Regions from separate parts of the Anser cygnoides genome. Here region 1 is linked to region 2. A link is a contact called in public Hi-C data. All regions are on one chromosome and are shown on one strand. The core of a region is the stretch at or near the end of the contact, and the rest is flanking DNA. Distances in the headings are between cores, read along the strand shown.

Region 1 (3,639 bases), core at 449-2,948, 140 kb after region 2:
CTCTTCCCATTCGCTGCAGTAGTAAAGGGTTTCTTTGTGTGCTGACTGAAAGCAATCTAGGAATTAAATTTGAAATTCATCATCACTGAAGATGACAACTCAGTTTTTCTGAGTAGTGCAGTTACTAATTTTTGGATGAGGGCTATTGATATAAGTTGAGCTGTAAAAAAAACAGTTACAATTTTATTTTCCATTACATTTCAGAACATTTTATAAGCACCTTTCATTTTGGAGTACTTGGTTTACCTAACCTCTCCCTCCAAGACCCTGAAAAACAATCCCCCCAAAATATATCACCAAAAAAGGCACAATGTCCCCTGCTCCCTCCCCCTCCCTGCCCCCTCCCCCCCCCCCCCCCCCCCCCCCCAAAAAAAAAAGAAACCTGATGAGAACCATCAACGCTAAGAAAAATACTGTGATGCATTTGCATGGATTGGCTTAATATGTGCAGCAGTAACAGGAAAATTAAACTGGGCTGCTTCCCAATAATGTTTGTACTAGTTATAAGACAGAATTGTCTTGACATTACTTGCAGGTTTTGAATACTGCCACTAGCTTCCAGTCCTTTAATAAATGCCATTCCGAAATGTCTGTTGTGGACACTGTCCTAAATGAAAAAGACATGAAAACACTGTGTAACTCAGTTAACCACCATTTATTTTGCTATCAGTGCAGTTCATTGTACAAAAATACAACTCAATTGTTTATTTTTTATTTTTAGGTGTTTTCAAAAGAAGAACTCAGAAAACTTCTACAGAAGCTGAGGGAATCTTCTCTGATGCTTCTGGACCAGGACCTCGATCCACTGGGATATGAAATTCAGTCATAGATTTTTGTGTAGATACTTGCAAAGACTTTTGAACATAAAGTCTAGACACATCGATTTCAAGAACAAAAACATGCATCAGTTAAGCTGTTCAGATCTTTGGTTAAAGAAAAACACCTCAGCTTTAATTTATGAACTTGAAAGATTCTGACCAACATGAGAGGATATTTGTTATGGCCCTCTTTTGTATTTTTTTCTAATAAAAGTGGTTTTCAAACAAACACTGTGTTCATACTAATCTACCCTGTCTGTGTGTATGGGGAGAGTGTGAACCTCCTTAACGTGCTTGCTCTGTGCTGAAGCGCTGCCTCCAGAGCATTATTCAGCAGTAGGAGAATGTGCAAAGGTTCAGTGGAAAAGGGGTGAGGATGCGTGGAATCGTTAAGGTTGGAAAAGCCCTCCAAGATCATCTGGTCCAACCATTGTCCTCCCACCAATGTCACCCACCATGTCCCTAAGCACCACGTCCAACCTTCCCTCGAGCACCCCCAGGGACGGTGACTCCACCACCTCCCTGGGCAACCCGTCCCAGTGCCTGACTGCTCTTTCTGAGAAGAAATGTCTCCTCATTTCCAACCTGAGCCCCCCCTGGCGCAACCTGAGGCCGTTCCCTCTTGTCCTATCACCTGTGAGAAGAGGCCGACCCCCAGCTCCCCACAGCTTCCTTCCAGGTACCTGCAGAGAGCACTGAGGCCCCCCCTGAGCCTCCCCTTCTCCAGACCGCGCGCCGCCACCTCCCTCAGCCGCCCCTCACAGGGCCCTTACGGCCGCGGAGCGCAGGCCGCCGGCTGACGGGGCCCGTCCCCGTCTCCCCGGTGGGGGCGGCGCCGCCGGAAGGCGCGGGGCCACGTGGCGCGGGGGCGGGGAAGGCGGCGGCGGCCGGGGCTGGGCTGGGCTGGGCTCGGCGGGGCGCTGCTGCCGCTGCCGCCGGTCCCCGCCGCCGGTCCCTGCGGCCGGTCCCCGCCGCCGCTGCCGGTGCCGGCCCCGCCGCGCGCCATGGGCTGGGTGCCGGCGCAGGGCCGGCTGGCGGCGGGGCTGCTGGTGAACCTGGCCGCCTCCATCTGCATCGTGTTCCTGAACAAGTGGCTGTACGTGCGGCTGGGCTTCCCCAACCTCAGCCTCACCCTGGTGCACTTCGCCATCACCTGGCTCGGCCTCTACCTCTGCCAGGCGCTCGGCGCCTTCGCCCCCAAGAGCCTGCGGCCCGCCCAGGTGCTGCCCCTGGCCCTCAGCTTCTGCGGCTTCGTCGTCTTCACCAACCTCTCCCTGCAGAGCAACACCATCGGCACCTACCAGCTGGCCAAGGCCATGACCACGCCGGTCATCGTGGCCATCCAGAGCCTGGCCTACGGCAAGACCTTCCCCCTGCGCATCAAGCTCACGCTGGTGAGGGGGCTGCGGGGGGGTTTTGGGGGGTTCGGGGAGGTTTTGGGGGGCTTCGGGGGCGGCCCTGTCGCGGGGTGCCTTCGCTGAGGCGCCCGGCGCCGCCTCTCGCCCGCAGGTGCCCATCACGCTGGGCGTCTTCCTCAACTCCTACTACGACGTCAAGTTCAGCGCCCTCGGCATGGTGTTCGCCACGCTGGGCGTCCTGGTCACCTCGCTCTACCAAGTGGTCGGTAACGGCGGCCGGGGGGGCTTGGGGTGGGGATGGGGGGACGGGGGTGCCGCCCGCCGCCGGTCGGGGCAGGCGGGGGTCTGAGGGTGGAGGTCGTCACCAAAATGCCTGTGGTGCTGCGGGTACCTCGCGTCTGGGCCTTTCCCAGATGGGGAAGGTTTATTACGGGGAGAAAAATTGATGTATCCAAGGATTGCCTCAGCCCTTTCTGCCATAGCGCTGGACTAAAAGCCTGCAATCAGCACCTTGTCTGCCGTGACCCTAAAAGCTTCCCACACTGGAGTCATCTGTCATGTTGAAACGAAAGCCATCATCACTTTAAACTCTAATTTGTTCATGGCAGATACGCTGTGCTTCCAAAAGAAGCAAGGCTCTGCAACCTGTAGCACACAAGATGAGAAATAATGGTCTTTTGTTCTGTGTGGGGGCAGAAGGAGCGAGATGGTGCATACTAAATTCAGGTGGTTGTGTACTGGAGAAATGATAGCACCTGAGGGAAATTATTCTGTAATTTTTTCAAAAAACTTAGCCAAGTCATATTGTGTGCACTGGAATCCATGTTACTAGTGAACATGACATGAAAGGAGCAAAAGTCACTATGTTTGGCAGTCAATATTTTTTAATAAAGCTCTGGAAATATTCCTGACAATAAACTACAGAATTTTTGTCTGTGGAAGTAAATTGATGACTTTGAAAAACAGCATAAGCAGTGCTGCAACCAGTGAGGATTAGCAAGTGGTGTACACAAATGTATTATAAGCATGCTCTCCACTTCAGAGTGCAGCATATAAAGAAGGGCGGGTGGAAGGCGGTCCCTGCAGCTGCTTGCTCTGCTTTGGCAGAGGTGCTCGGCTCCATCACGGAGAGGGTCTTGAATTTGTGTTGGCTAGAAGGGAGCTGGCATTTTCTTCCCAGCTCTGCTGCTGTTTTTGTTCTTCCTCAAGTATAATACCTTGCCGCCAGGCAGGCAGGCAGGAAGGAAAAGGAAGGTTTAGGTGCTAGGCATTTAGCTGAGAGGGGTTTCACTCTCTTCTCTTTCCTCCTCCCGTGGCTGCCTTCCGCTGCTTGTGTGCTTACAAAAGGCCAACACCTGGCCCTCTGGTTAGGGAACGGTAGACAATAACGCTCACCAACCCAGTTACCTGGTATTGTCTGCGTGGCACGCCCTCTGTATTAGTAAATGGTTTGGGGTTGCTTT
Region 2 (3,702 bases), core at 289-2,788:
TGTTTTAATGCTCCTTTTCAATGCACTGCCAGTTGTCATCACTCTACAGCTTACTCCTATTCCTCAACTCTCAATGGGTCTTCCAATCCAGACGCTATTTCCTTTCTCTCCTACTTTTCAATTTCACATTTCCCTGCCAGGATAACATCTAGAACACTAAATCCCAGACTACAGCATCACAAGCTTTGCCGTTTAATGTCCATCTTTTTTGTTTGTCCTAGTCAGCTGCCATGGGTAAGTCTTCCTAACAATTTTACTTTATATTAGACTTTGATCAAATTAGTCTTTTCTTAATAAAAAAAAATTACTTAGTGGTTCTATGTACCATAGGTAAACCAATGCATCCTTCTACGGGCTCTGTATGGGTTAACACTGCACCTGTGCTTCATGTTTGGGATTTAGTTTATGCTGCACATCAGAAACCACGTTTTTGAGGTTTTGTATAAATAGCACTAACATTAAAACAAAGTTTCAGTGTAGCCTGAAGAAAGATGGCATTCAAACACGCATTCCTACAAATAGTAACTAGGAATATAATTTCAATTGCGTAAAGAGTCCAAACTGCCAATGTTACCGGTTTGCTGTGGTCGCACACCCCACCACAGCAAGCCTCTCGAGACCCACGGCACCTAAGGCTGATCTTCGTCAGGGCTGACTTGGGTGGTGCTGGGTTTTGCACTCGAGGGGCAGTTTTGGGGACGCTTACCTAACTGATCCGACCGAAGTCCTGCCCACCCGGACTTCTGCTCTTGAGCTGGGCTACACAACTCTGGGGTTTTCCATCTGAAGTTTCTCTTATATTCGCTCAAGCCCTGCAGCAAACAGAGAGGTATCTGTCAAATGAGTGATGCCTGCCGCGCTTCTAGCACCTGTGGGTATGCAATCTGAGAGGAAACACCTCAAAAGACGTCTGCAGGAAACACTTAAAAGTAGGAGGCTGCTCTTCACCTCCCAAACCAAACCCTACAGAGACCAAAAACTACCCTCCGAACAGCAGGAGGAAAAAAAAAAAAAAAACAAGCGTGGAACAGCTTCACGCATACAAAAAGCATGCAAAATCACGCTTTAAATAACTTCTTCCACGCCCACAACGGCGCTCTTTCTGCCTTTTGGGGCCGGTTTCCCTTAGCACAAGGCTCCCCCGCTCCCGCGGCCGCTCCTCCCGCCGGGCCGGGCCGGGCCGCGCCGGGCCCTTCACCGCCGCCGCCTGCCTGCCGCCCCCAGCCGCCCCGGCACCCCCTCGTCGCCTCACCCTGAAGCGCACGGGCATGGCGGAGCGCTGGGTGCCTGCCCTCCGCCTCCAACGCCGCCGCTGCCCCAGCAGAGCCGCCGGCCCCCTTCACCGGGCGCCTGCGCGGCGGCTGCACAACGGGGGCGGGGAGCGCCATGGGCCGGGGCCGGGCGGCCACCGCCTCCCCTCAGGGCGCTGCCCGCGGGGGCCATCTTGGTCCCGCGACTTGCTGAGATCTTGCCTGCTGCCCACCGAGCCCCTCGGCCCAAAAGCGGCACGGCGTGGTTTTGCTGCTGCTGTGGCGGCCCCGGGAGGTCTGGCCGAAGCTGCCAAGGGGTTCTGCTGGCGGAAAAATAAGTTCCCTTGCCTTCCCGGAGGCCGAGCGGCGGTGTGCGGGCTGCCGTGCCTTCGGCTCAGCCGCCCTCCCGGCGCACCGCCTGCCGTCAGGAGATCCTAATCCATCTTCTGGGCCATATCCTCCTGCGGGGATCGCTTCTGCGGCTGATCTCCCTTCGACACCCACTCTTTAGCTACGTTGAATTAACGAGAGGGTTTAAAAAAATAAATAAATAAAATAAAAAAAATCAGAAATATTAAGCAAAATGGCTTAGGCAGTGTGTACTCCCTCTGCCCTTTGCTGCTGACTCTCCCTGTCTGACTGCTTGGTGCAGCCTGTTGCTGTTCTCCAGCACAGCCTAAGCTGCTTGAGCGAGGGCTTTGCCATCTCTGTCTCTCCAAAGCAGCCTGTTAGACGTTGGAAGAGTGATCCCAAGCCAAGTGCAGTGACTGAACTGCAGTTTAGATCCGATCAGAGCCCGCATAAAAGGCGAGCAACAAGTTTCACTGTTGAGGCGTGAGAGGAGAGCGTCGGTCAGAAAGCCTGTCAGCAAGGCAAAATGTTTTTCTGCAACATAAACTGCCAAACCGTGAGGGATGTGCTGCCCTGCTAGCATCTCTGAGTTCCGCACCTCTTTGTTAATGAATGTCAAGACAATAATTTTGTTAGAATTTATTGACTGATTACACTCGAAACCATTAGGTCCACCAAATGAACTAGTTTGTTTTGTTATTACAATGGTTTGTTTTCAATCAGGTCTAGTTCAGTACATTTTCTAAAATAATGCATAAACTTGTTATAGAATATGAAAATCCAGCTGGCAAACTTGTTGTTCAACATAGATTCCAGGTTTGCCAGGAATCCCTCTTCTTTGATATGTATGGAAACCAAGCCAAACATAATTTCAGTATATTTATAGGGTGTTTTCCAATTAGCCAAGCTGTAATAATATATTTATAGATGGTTTGGGGCTGTCTGGATTCAAAGGTGGGTTTGAATCTTTAATCCAAAAACATAACATGACACCACATCGCCCTGAAATGCTGAGTATTATATTTCTTAACGATGTCTTCCCTATTTTTTTTTAAGATAAAGCAAAATAAATTATCCTGAAATGATGGAATACATATTCATCTACATGCATTGATTCCTTTAAATTGTGTTTTTTATCTCCTCCTTATAGCTAAGAGATAGCTTTAGCTGATGTGGAGGAAGTATTTCTGTAAATATGTCAACCACTGAGCTACCTGATGCCCTTTATCACTGCTGATGCATATTAGCTACTTCAAGTTCAATGTATATGCATTACTGAACACACAGTTATTCAAGATAATATGATGTAAGAATGCTAAAATGCTTAGGCTGCTAAGAATATTTTCATGTCAGTGCTGAATAAATAATGCAATCATAAAAATGAGTCCATGTGCAGAAAAAGTTACAGCATATTCACAAAGTCATTGCACTGAAAAGAAGGAAAATAATTTGTCCCAAAGCCTAGAGAGTTTTCTGGAAAATAAGTTAGCTGGGACTGATGTAATGTACATCCATTGGTAATTGGTCTGTATTATTTATTGGATCCCATTGTTTAAATAAAAAAAAAAGAGCATTTAAGGCTTGTGTTTCTACATAACACATTTAAACAGTTTTAAGTGCAATTCAAGTCATTTCAGATTTCCTCAACACTTGGGAGGGTGACTGTTTTCCTCCTTTGTTTCCTATAAAACACGCGAGTATTTTATTTTGCTTTACTGACACTTATTCGAGATCTTGTTGTTGCTGTTCTTCAAATGAATTAACAGATGTAATTTGCTAAATCACACATGAAAATTCTCTTTATTTTTTACATGTGTAATTTCAAATGGATAAATATGTGACCCATCTATTTTTCTTTTCAGATTGCTTGCCAGTTAGCTTAACTGCCTCTTGCTGCATATTGTGACCCTTATCTTTGACCTTCTCTGTCTCTTGACCCAAGCTCTTTGGGGTCCTGACTTCAAGTGTTTGATCAGATTTTCCCTGAGAACCTGTCACTTGAACATCAGCCTGTGAAAAGCTGTCTATTACATCTAAGCAAATGAGGACCTCTTTATGACCTGTTGCTCACGCTGCTTGTAAACTCATATACTACAAGCAA

What was found. Hi-C and Micro-C count contacts between places; a contact is called where the count stands out from the background.
Region 1: a Hi-C map of liver shows a contact between it and region 2, with 5 times the contacts expected there. The contact joins the promoter of SLC35E3 here to the promoter of MDM1 in region 2. A contact is called at or near these places in 2 of 7 Hi-C or Micro-C datasets (both in liver).

The regions. Positions count from the first base shown.
Region 1 is chr1:38,664,032-38,667,670 of Taihu_goose_T2T_genome, forward strand. It overlaps SLC35E3 (solute carrier family 35 member E3), which reads left to right and starts at 1,699. Exons shown (of 5, transcript XM_066992816.1): 1 at 1,699-2,212; 2 at 2,328-2,438. The coding sequence starts at 1,823. It overlaps NUP107 (nucleoporin 107), which reads left to right. Exons shown (of 28, transcript XM_066992781.1): 28 at 722-1,047. The coding sequence ends at 829.
Region 2 is chr1:38,521,650-38,525,351 of Taihu_goose_T2T_genome, forward strand. MDM1 (Mdm1 nuclear protein) reads right to left here and starts at 1,539. Exons shown (of 14, transcript XM_048065430.2): 1 at 1,253-1,539; 2 at 707-812. The coding sequence starts at 1,270. LOC136790168 (a long non-coding RNA gene) reads right to left here. Exons shown (of 3, transcript XR_010829610.1): 3 at 1,622-1,761.